3 separate regions of the Mus musculus genome follow, and all the other regions are linked to region 3. Evidence: chromatin contacts called from public promoter capture Hi-C data. All regions are on one chromosome and are shown on one strand. The core of a region is the stretch at or near the end of the contact, and the rest is flanking DNA. Distances in the headings are between cores, read along the strand shown. Region 1 holds the start of Rif1 (replication timing regulatory factor 1). Region 2 holds the start of Nmi (N-myc (and STAT) interactor). Region 3 holds the start of Acvr2a (activin receptor IIA).

Region 1 (3,946 bases), core at 1,418-3,917, 3.3 Mb before region 3:
CTCTAAGACTAGGAAAGGGAAGCAAGCTGTATACTATATATTAGGCACTTTCTCTTGGGTCTTAAAAAATGCTCAGGAAGTTTGGGACTGGGGTTGTACTTCGGTGGGTACAGTGCTTGTCTAGCATGCATGAAGCCCTGGGTTCAATCCCCAGCACGGCATAAATGCAAAGTGGTGGCACGTGCCTGTGATCCCAGCACTTGGGAGGCAGAAGGATCAGGTCAGGGTCATCCTCAGCTATATACAAGTCCAAGGCCAGCCTGGGCTAGAGGCCCTGTCAAAAAAAATAGTAACAATTTCAATAAGGCTGGGATATTCACTTCAATCTTTTCATTCTAAAAACAAGAGTATTAAAAGGTGTTGATAGCAGGTTCTGACGTCACTAAGTGGCCAGATGAGGCTAAGAATACACTCAGTCCGATATTAACTATTACAATTAAACAAGGAAAACAAGTTAACTAATTTTTTAAAGTGTTCCAAAAAGCAAAATTAGCAAAAATTAATGTAAATAAAAATAAATAACACGTACTGTGGGGTATGTCAGTGCCAGCCTATAATCCCAATTGGAAGGCAGAGACAGGATTGTCACCTAGCTAAGCTACCTGGTTCCCAAACTGGAAAAAATCCCTCTGCCCCAAACAAACAAACAAACAAAAAAGCATGAATATGAATACTGTCTATCGAAAGGGAAGACTAAGATAGTTGCCATTTTAGGACAAATTACTCAGACCTTCCAAAACACAGATCTTATTGTTTTAATAAGACATAAGCTTTGAACTGACAACCCTAGACACTTTAGACTTTAGGCAAATGAACCGATTTCCTAACCTGCAAAGTGGGGCTTTAAAGAGCAGACTTGGTCTATGGATGTAGCTTAGTGGTACATACATGAACTGAAGTGAGAGGACACATAAGGTAACTGAGAGCACCTGATGAACCATATATAATCACTTGAGATAATAATCTCATCAATATAACTGATGATATTTTGTATTCAGGGCATTAACAATGCACTGGATAATGATGCTCCATCCACAGTGAAAAACCATTTTATCAGAAAGCTAGTCAGAGTTGCTCCTGGAATCCCAGATTTGGAAGGCTAAGAAAAGATTTCAAAGGGCTCAGTCTAGTGGGTTCAGACTGAGGCAGTGCGAAGTCATTAAGAAAGGAACACAGACCTTTAAAACCGTGTACAGCCGAGAAAGGTTTTTCTCGATTTCTGCAATGACTTCTTTTCCTTCTTCTCCAGTCATACGACTTTAAAGGAAATAGAACATAAGCTTAGTCGAAAGCATAAACAAACAAACAAAAAGTTATTGCCATCACTTTAAGGATTACTTTCAGGGCTGGAGAGATGATCCAGGGTAAGAACACAGAGAGGCTCTGGCAGAAGACTGGTGTTCAATCCCAGCACCCCTATCGTGGCTCACAACCACCTGTAACTCCAGTTCCAGAGCCATCCAACACCTGGAGCCGCAGGCACTCTAACTCGTAACTGGCTTTTTGTTTTAAGTTTTTAAAGACGACTTTCAAGCCCTTGGAATTAACCTCTTTCTTTAAAAAGTTTAAAGGTATAGAGAAAAAATGTTTTAAGTTAGACCACATATAAGCGGTAACTTGCCTCAAAGCTTTTTGGCCTCGAAAACGTATTTTTTCTTTTCTTTTTTTGTAATTTTTACATGAGAAAAGAAAGTGGGAATCCCTTTCCCTAATCATGTTTTCTAACTCAGAAAATACGAAAGTTTAACAAAATTCAGAAATTTTTCTAAAGCCTTTCAAATAAGTCAAAACGGGGTTCCTGGCTCTGCTTTTTTTTTTTTTTTTTTTAAGCCAATTCTGGGGCCGGTTTGCTGACTCGCGCACCTGTAATCTCAACCACTCCGGCAGAACCACAAGTTCGAGGCCGGGGTCGGGGGATGAGCACTGGAGCGAGCCTGAGCCAAAGACCCTAACTAAACCCACTAACTCCGGATCGCCAACTTTCCCACGGCGTCCGAGGTTCGCAGGGCAAAGCCCTGCTCTCCAAACGCCTCTCGACTCCAAACTTTTCTTTAAAGGCTTTCCCGTCTGCGGGCCAGACAAAAAAATACAGAACCGCTCGTCCCCGAAGAAGCCCTCGGACGCCGCCGCTGCGCCCCGCAACGTCACTCGGCAGGCAATGGCCCGGTGCACCCCGAACTACCCGCGTCCGCCGGGTCCCCACGGCTGCCCCGGCTCCCGCCCCGGGCTCGTCCCCCCGGCCCGCCTCACCTGGTCAGAGTTAGGTAGGCGTCCGTCTGCTCTCCCGGAGGCACCGAGGGGTCTTCCCAAGTCTCCAGAAGCGGCTCCAGGGGGCTGCGACCTGGGGCCGTCATGTCGGCCGCCACCCTGCAGCGAGGCCGGAAGACACCCAGTAACCGGTGGCACGGCCCGCGCGGCGCCCTCACCTGCACGCCGGGCCGCGCGCTCGCAGGCCGGCCTCCCGCCTGCCCGGCTCCCGCCGCCGCTTCCCAGGCAGCACGGCCGCGAGGGGGCAGAGGCGGCGCCGGCCGGGCCGAGCCGAGCCTCCCGCTCCTCACCCCCCACGCGGGAAGTCCGCTCCGCAGCTCGCCGCCCCGGGGCCCGCCGTCCGCTCCCGGCTCGCGCTTATTTACTCACGCGTGCAGCCCGCTCCTCCACGACCAAGATGGCGGCGGGGGGCGGGCCCAGCGGCGCGCGGGAGCCGGGCAGGCCTGGCGGGAGAGGCTCGAGCCAATCCAACGGGCGGTGGCGCGCCGGGCTGCTCGATGGCCTGCTGCCCGCCCCCGCCCCCGCCCCCGCCCCCGGAGCACCTCGGGGGGTGTGTATCGCCTCCAGCCCGGGGCTAGAGATGGGTGATGTAAATTAGTGCCCCACTCCACCTGACTCCAGCTACTTGCTCAGCCGACCAAGTTTGCAAAACTCCAGTGCTTCCCAAAGGAGCCCACAAAACCATTTGATTGAGAGTGAATGGCAGGCTGTTGGGCTTGTTTTGTTGTTGTTTGCTGCTGCTGCTGTTGTTGGGTTTTTGTTTTCTAGAGGTCCACTTGCTAAACCTAGCTCTCTGCCTCTAAGCCCCAGCCCAATGAGTAAGTCGGAGGTGCCTCAAAAGCCACGCATTCAAGCTTTGGTCTGTGACCTTAGGAAATTGACTTCATCTCAGCTTCTGAGAGTGGGGACTAGTGGCAGCACATTTCTTAGCGGGGGGGAGGGGGGGAGTGTTGCTAAAGGAGACCCATGGCGTGCATAACAAAGGCCTGGAAATGGGCGGTATTGATTTGCAGATTTCAAAATACCGCCCTTCAGCCTTGAGATTCCTCAGAGGCAACTGCCTAGAATTGGTTTACTTCCATTGGACCCCAGGTGTAGAGGGGTGACGGTGGCCCTGGGATACACAGGTGCGGCAGAAACGACAGTAAACCCTTAAACAACGTGGTAATCATTGAAATCGTTTCACGTGCCTCTCAGCACTCTCCACAACCCGCAAGATTGTTTCAACTTTAAGCACAGAAGGTCAGGGAAGCAGGACCTAGTGGCCCACGCCTTTACTCCCAACACTTAAACTGGCTAGGCAGACAGATAAAAGAGTTCCAGGACAATCAGAGCTACATAATGAAACCCTGTCTTTAAAAAAAAAAAAAAAAAAAAAAAGTAAAAATAACAACAAAGAATAATAGGGCCACCCAGAGCCAGGCTCTACTAGCGAATTTGCCTGGCACACTGAAGCCCTAGGTTCCAACCTCCAGTCTGCCGCTTGTTCTCAACAACCCACCAGCACCTAACTTTTCCCTGTGAGAAGCCCATATTTTAAATCCCCCTTTTCAAGAATTATGGGTCAGTTAAGCCCGGTAGTACACACCTGTTTCCCGGCACTCAGAAGGCTGAGGTAGAAGACAGCTCCGGTTCCAGCTCTCACTGACTTACAAAGCAGGCCCGTCACAAAAGTCAA
Region 2 (3,570 bases), core at 631-3,130, 3.2 Mb before region 3:
TAAAAAACACATTTTTAGATTTATTTTTATTTAATGGGTTTGTGTTTTGTCTTCATGTATCTGCATCTCTAGTCTGCCCACAGAAGCCACAGAGGGCATTCATTTTCTGGAACAGAAGTGACAGCAGGCTGTGTGGAGCTGGGAATAGAACCTAGTGTCTCTGCAACAGAAACGAGTGCCTTTAATCACTAAGTGATCTCTCTAGCACCCCAAAGGCCGTTTTAAAGATCTTGTGTTGTAAAGGTTAAAGCTATTATTCTGCCGTGTAGAACTGGTTTGCTTAGGGACTTGGCTGTGACTTCTCAGCTGATTTCTCGGAACAATAACTTTCTTTTTGGCAACCTGGGATTTCAGCATAAGTGACTTCGCTTTTGCTCTGGAACTCAGTCCAAATCAATGACTTCTTATGAGTTTTAATTGACATATTCATGGTCCTGCTCAAATTCAGAAGAAAACCTAAGTAATACTCAGACCACTTCTTTCTTTCTTTTTTTAAAAATTTTTTTAATTAGGTATTTTCCTCATTTACATTTCCAATGCTATCCCAAAAGTCCCCCATACCCACCCCCCCCCACTCCCCTACCCACCCACTCCCCCCTCCTGGCCCTGGCGTTCCCCTGTACTGGGGCATATAAAGTTTGCAAGTCCAATGGGCCTCTCTTTCCAGTGATGGCCGACTAGGCCATCCTTTGATACATATGCAGCTAGAGACAAGAGCTCCGGGGTACTGCTTAGTTCATATTGTTGTTCCACCTATAGGGTTGTAGTTCCCTTTAGTTCCTTGGGTGCTTTCTCTAGTTCCTCCATTGGGGGCCCTGTGATCCATTCAATAGCTGACTGTGAGCATCCACTTCTGTGTTTGCTAGGCCCCCACTTGTTTCTTTTTTAAAATAAGTAATTTGTTTATTCACTTTATATCCCAACATCAACTCTTCCTCTCCTCCCAGTCCCACCCTCTCACATCTTCTCAGCCCTTCCCCATCTCCTTTCCGAAGGGGAAACCCACCCCTGTGTATTACGTCCGGATAGCCCCATTCCTTATCCAGTGCACCACTCACTGAGTGTTTGTTCTTTCTAATTGGGCTGACAACTCAAAAGAAACCCTTAACCTGTTTTAAAAGACAGGGTCTTACTATGTGGCTCTGGTGTCACTGAAAAGTAGGTCCTATCACTGCCTTCACCACCCCCACCCCCCTCCCCGTGTCCACATCCTACCCAGACAAGGTCTCTCTGTGTAGCCTTAGCTGTTCTGGAACTCTGGCCTTCAACCTTCAACTCACAGAGATCCTGCTACCAACTAGGGGCCCCATCACTTTTTTTTTTTTTTTTTTTTAAGACAGGGTTTCTCTGCATAGCCCTGGCTGTCCTGGAACTCACTCTTAAGACCAGGCTGGCCTCGAACTCAGAAATTCACCTGACTCTGCCTCCCAAGTGCTGAGATTAAAGGCGTGCGCCACCACTGCCCGGCTCCATCACTGTTCTTGATGGAAAGAATTTTGCTTCTGCCAAGTGCATCATTTTATTCCGAGCCGTTAGTTAGTATGCACAGATATAGAGCGCCACCATGTAGAAGGGAGGCCCTGATAGCTCTTTGCTGTCTTCCACAGCTCTGTGCTCATGTGCTGCCTAGCTGTGGAGTAACCAGTTCTTGATGTAGGATTAGGGAACACTGCCGTTCTTGACGGAAGCCAGCTATTTTTCTAGCAAAGGAAAAGTTCACATCTAGCGATGTGTTTGTTTACAAAATCTTCACAACAAAAACAAAGCTTAGAAGAAAACTTTCAAGGGTCATAAAATCCAACCCAGGAAGCAGCTTTCTCAGCTTCCTGGTTTATCTTGTGCTTGTGTCAAACTTTATAACCGTCTAAAAAGTTACAGAGAGAGGATTTGCATAGAGAGCTCTGGTTTCCATCCAGCTTTTCAACAGCGTGTTCCGCATAATGCACATAAATAAGCTTTTCTAAGCAGGTCTCGGAGTTACTGCCAATAATAAGAGACAGCAGCAATGGCGCCCTGGACGAAGTCCTCAGGGCATGGAGCAGAAGCATCCTGTTTCTAATAACCGAAAGTGAAAGTAAGGCCTGGGACTGAGCGCTGCTCGTCGCTGAAGCCAGGTTAGTGTTTTCGAGGTAGAGTTCAGTTCTAAGGCACCGGCTTCCGGGAGCTGCGCAGCGAGCGGGTGAGTGCTTGATCCATCCTCGGTCCGCCGCGTCCCTGCGGTCCCACCACCCGCGCTCAGGGATGCTCCACCCGGCGCGCGGTGGGCGGCGGCTTCCAGCGCCGCGACTCGGGGTCTGGGTCCCCAGTGCGCTGCCTGGAGACTCGCCCGCTCCAGGCGCTCCGGCCATGGGTTGCTTCCCTTCCTGGGAAAAGGAAACTTACAGTCATTGGGACTGGCTCCAGAAGGTTCTTAGAAAAATGGATTTCTCAGGAAGACTATTATTTGTATTTCTTTGGCAGGTGCTGAGTTCTGTAGTCCTGCCTCACTTTTTCAGAATATGTAAGTTGTTGTTGTTGTTGTTGTTGTTGTTGTTGTTGTTGTTGTTGTTGTTGTTTTTGGAAGGAGATGTTGAAAGGAGAATATTCAATGTAAGTTCTAGCGGGCACTGGTTTGGGTTAAGAGGACTCCTGCTCCAAAGGCACCCGAGCTACCTTGTGTGCCCCGAAGGAAACTTCCTGTGTCCTGTCCAGCCAGGAGAGAGGGAAAGCAGCAGGTTCCACTGGGCCAGAGAATGAAATCACCTCTCCTTTACTCCCCACAAAAAGCTCTTGAACATTCACCAATCAGTTATTCTGTTCCGGTCTCCCCGGCCCTGACTTGCAGAGAACTTAACTGTGAACCAATCAGTTCAGTTTCTGCATTTTCAGCTTTCTTCTCTGCCTATAAAGCAAACTTCTGCATAGCAGTGAAAACATTTGAGGCAACTGCTTTCTATTTACATTGTGCTGGCTTTGAACTCTTGATCCTCCTGTTACAGACCTGTGCCACTACACTCAGACAGACCACTTACTCGATTTATTCAATCAAGTGTGCCCTGATTGTAAAAGAAATTCAATTAGGATCTTTTAATTGTTAACATTGTATCCATCTTTTGACTTGTTTCTGGTCTATACAACATGGATACATTATAATTTCTTCCTTCCTTCCTTTCTTTTAATTTAATGTATATGAGTACTCTGTAGCTCTCTTCAGACACACCAGAAGAGGGTATCGGATCCCATTACAGGTGGTTGTGAACCACCATGTGGTTGCTGGGAATTGAACTCAGGACCTCTGGAAGAGCAGTCAGTGCTCTTAACCGCCGAGTCATCTCTCCAGCCCATTTTCTTCCTTCTTTATGCTGCCAGGAACTCTGTGTACCCGCCCCCCGCACCCCCCCCCCGATATAAGTATCCCTAGGAAAATGAGATGATTTTTTTTTAAGTTTACTGCCATAATAAATTACATGGCCTTGGTGGCTTATGCATACATGTGTGTGCATGTACACACTTTTCAATTTAAAAATACTTACTTTTAGTACTATTTTAAAATTAGATTGTGTGTGCCCGTGTGTGCCTGTGTGTGCCTGT
Region 3 (3,631 bases), core at 628-3,127:
GGGGTAGGGAAGATGGACACACACACAACAGAGAGGTACACAAAGAAAAGACTACCACCTTCTAATTTCCCTGTGACATACGAGGGAATGACACAACCATGAAACCTGTCAATTTGTCCCCCACCCCTCCTGTTTGCCACAACCTAGGAAGTATACACTGAATTTTTATAATGAATGCATTCACTGTGACTTTTAAACTCTTTCATCCCTCCAACTAACTCTCCGGTTAAGTGCATTTGCACACCTTTCAGCTAGATGTATGTATGCATTTCCAGAATTTCAATACAAAAGCCTAGTTTTTCCAACCACTGGTTGCAACCATACAACATCTTCACATAATCAAATTTTTCAGATATAAAATGGCCAGAGTATTCTCCTAACCTTGAGTTAAAAGAAAAGAAAAGAAAAAGAAATACATCTCACAAGAACAGCATATTTAACATGAACACAATTTCACATGGCCTGTTCTTAACTGAAAACAACGTGTCGGTGCAAAGCGTTTAAAATAAGTATTCCGTAGGTAAGCAGAATCTACGCCTGAAAAGAGCACCCAAATGGTGGGTGAAAGCCAGCACACACCACCAACACACAGCAGCATACCTCTTCTGCACTGGGTTAGGGTTAATACTCCGGCAACTAAAACTATTTTTAACACTACTGGACAATGTAGTTGGAGAAGACGTGAGAGGAGACCTAGATTAAATCGCTGATAGGATGCATTGTTTCTCACAGTCAAAATTAAACACCAGCTCACTTGATCTATGTCTCGATATTCACCGGTGAAGCACTAATTAGATGACGACCAAAACCGGTCCTTGTTTTGGAACAGCTTAGGCTAAATGACATTTTGGAATACCTCCTTCTGGGTCTCAAACCTTTACATAAATTTTCACTTGTGGTATTTGCGGCTTGAACAGCAACCCAACCAGCGCTGTCATCGAGTGTTATGGCCACAAACCATGACTTTCTCACTTGCACAACAACACAGCACTCAACCTATCAGTTCGCCACACCAACCCAAAACAAGTGGAATTCATGGAGATTTCGAGATGATCGGGGCTGCGGGTTTAGGCGCGGGAAAAGCCTCGGCCCGAGAACTGCCCAGCAGACGGCACCCGGCACCCGGCCACAGCCCCGCCGCGCCGGCTCCTCCACCTACCTGAAGAGCAAGAGATAAGAAAGACGGCGAACGCCAACTTTGCAGCAGCTCCCATTTTCCCGAGGCGCCGGAGAAGCCGTAGGAAGTTCTCGCTAGATATCCAGTTCCCTGGGTCTTCCTCGGAGACAAACCTCCTGGTGTAAAATCAACCGTCATAAAACATATTCGGAAGCCCCGAGGCGGGGGGGAGGGGGAAGCAAAAAACGTTCACAGGGTTGAAAAAAAAAGGATTTAAAAAAAAGGCACAACAATTTAAAAAAATGTACCACGGGGGAAAAACCGCCACATACACGCACAACACACCAAACCAAACAACGAAAAGCCAACAACAACAAAAGCGGGTTGGAATCACTGTCAAAATCACTGTCAGCTCCGCTCGCCTCTCGCGTCTCAGCGAACAAAACGCCTGGCTGAGGCGACGAGGCGGCGGCGGCGGCGCCCGCAGCCGCCCGGACGGTCCGGGAGCCGAGCTGCTCCGACGTCCGGACCGACCTTCAACCCGGACACCCAAAGTCCGCGGACCACAGTAGCCGAGCTCGCGGCGGTGGCGGTGCGAGGCGGCCGCGGGAGACGGCGACGGGAGAGACGGTGGCGCAGGCGGCGGCCAAGTTCTGGTCCAGGCTGTGGCTCCGGCTCCCGGCTCCCGGCTCGGCCGCGTTTTCGGTCTCCTGGCCTCCGCCGGCCCCGCCCCCTACACTTCCGGTTCCGTCCTGAAGCTGGAAGCCAGGCGCGGCGGAGAAACGCTCCGCGGCGGCGGTGGCGGCGGCGGCGGGAGCGGCGGCCGGGCGCAGCGCGCGTGCCGGGCGGCGAGCGCGAGGAGATTGTCCGGGAGGCGGGGCGAGCCGGAGGGGCGGGGCCGGATCCGGAGCGCGCTCGCGAGGCTGCGGGAACCGAGACCGAGCAGACGGGACGGCGGGCCCTGCGGGTGCCCGCCGCGGCCCCGAGACGCCCGGTGTGCCCAGTGCGGTGCCCGCCCGGGCGCGAGAGCCGCGGCGCCCGAGCGGGATGGGCGATGCTAAGGCCGACTGCGGCGCCCAGCCTTTCCTCTGGGGGACGCCGAGGCCGCGCCGACTTGCTCCGAGTGGGCGGGAGCCGCACCCGCTGCTGCCCGAGCGAGCTCGGTGCTCGCGAGCCGGCCGCGCCCCCGCCGCCGAGGCCTCCCCACGTTTGTCTTTGGGCTAAAAAATAAAGGCAGGAAGGGCTGTCCGCCAGGTCAGGACACCCTCGCCAGATAGCTCGATGTGAGGTTCGGATCCTATCCACCACACCTTGTATACACAAAGCATTGTGTTGCAAACAGGTTTGCTCCTAGTTGGCGTGAAAGTCTGTATTAGGCTTGAAGTGAAAATCGCAGATTTCAGTGTATTGGACCGTCAGAGACGGTGGTGTTATCAATTCTTAGCCTCTTGTAAGACCTGTTTTTACCCCGTAAGCCATGTTGAACTGTTGATCGGGTGTTCAGTTAAGCACCGAAACATACAGAATGTAAAAATGTGAGCCCTACCTCCAGAAGCTCGGCTATTTGGGATATTCGAAGTTGGCTATAGCGTGCAAAGGATGATTGCTAGAGTCAGTTCGTCTGCCATTTAGCACAATTTGGTATAATAAAGGGGGAGATCTTGTTTTCCACTTTATTCCAGCATTCTGAAGGTTTTGACAGGAATGCTTCCTCAGTAGATAGGTAAATACCTAGAAGTTTGCCCTTTTTTCTTAATACAGTAGTAACCTCTGTGTTTGGAGACATTTTCAAGAAAAAAAGGAAGCAACTGTGGGATGGGTAATTAATGTTTTAGTGTACACTGATCCCCACATTTTTCCACAAACTCACTTGTATTTGTTTTCTTTTTCTCTTCCTATAAACTGCTCTATATTTCTGTCTATTAAGTACATCCTATAATTATCTGCCTATTTCTACTACTTGTCAGGGTTAATAATCATTGTGGCTCTTTAAACTCTCTCCAAGATTTCCAGTTCTCAAGCCCTGCTCAGAATTGATGGTATTATGCAACAAAATCCCAAACTGGTCTTCAGGATGCCTCAGTAAATCGAATGTAGTTCTGCAAACAGTTTAGGCTGGACAGAAACGAAGAGTTGCCACTAACAGTCTTAAAATGGAAGAGTGTGTTTACTTTAGAACCATCTACCCTCCTTTCTCCCAGGGATGGATCAGGCCCTACTGTTGTCTTGTCACTACATCGTCTCGATGTTTCTTCATCGCTAAAAACAGAGCAAGTGAAGCAACAAGAGTTGCATATTAGTTTCCTCTCACCTCCTAGTCTGACATATGAGTGAACGTAAAATTATTTTCTAAAGTAATGAAGAAGAACTTCAAGAATAATTCTGAATAAGAGCATTCTTTGCTAACAAAGAGTTAAAGTAAACCCCTGGGAGAAATTAGTGACAACCAGTCATAACAGCTATGCATTCTGTTCTTAAATGTGCTTCTGGGAGGCACCGGGATGGGCTCTTGTG

What was found. Promoter capture Hi-C pulls out the DNA fragments that hold promoters and counts their contacts.
Region 1: a contact with region 3 is called in a promoter capture Hi-C map of pre-B cells, with 2.5 times the contacts expected there. The contact joins the promoter of Rif1 here to the promoter of Acvr2a in region 3. A contact is called at or near these places in 2 of 39 promoter capture datasets (liver and pre-B cells).
Region 2: a promoter capture Hi-C map of pre-B cells shows a contact between it and region 3. The contact joins the promoter of Nmi here to the promoter of Acvr2a in region 3. A contact is called at or near these places in 1 of 39 promoter capture datasets (pre-B cells) and 1 of 484 Hi-C or Micro-C datasets (CD8 T cells).

What each region holds. Positions count from the first base shown.
Region 1 is chr2:52,071,558-52,075,503 of GRCm38.p6, reverse strand. It overlaps Rif1 (replication timing regulatory factor 1), which reads right to left and starts at 2,667. Exons shown (of 36, transcript NM_001355415.1): 1 at 2,638-2,667; 2 at 2,251-2,367; 3 at 1,179-1,257. The coding sequence starts at 2,354.
Region 2 is chr2:51,971,518-51,975,087 of GRCm38.p6, reverse strand. It overlaps Nmi (N-myc (and STAT) interactor), which reads left to right and starts at 1,880. Exons shown (of 9, transcript NM_001141949.1): 1 at 1,880-2,179; 2 at 2,461-2,500.
Region 3 is chr2:48,812,355-48,815,985 of GRCm38.p6, reverse strand. Acvr2a (activin receptor IIA) reads right to left here and starts at 1,877. Exons shown (of 11, transcript NM_007396.4): 1 at 1,160-1,877. The coding sequence starts at 1,214.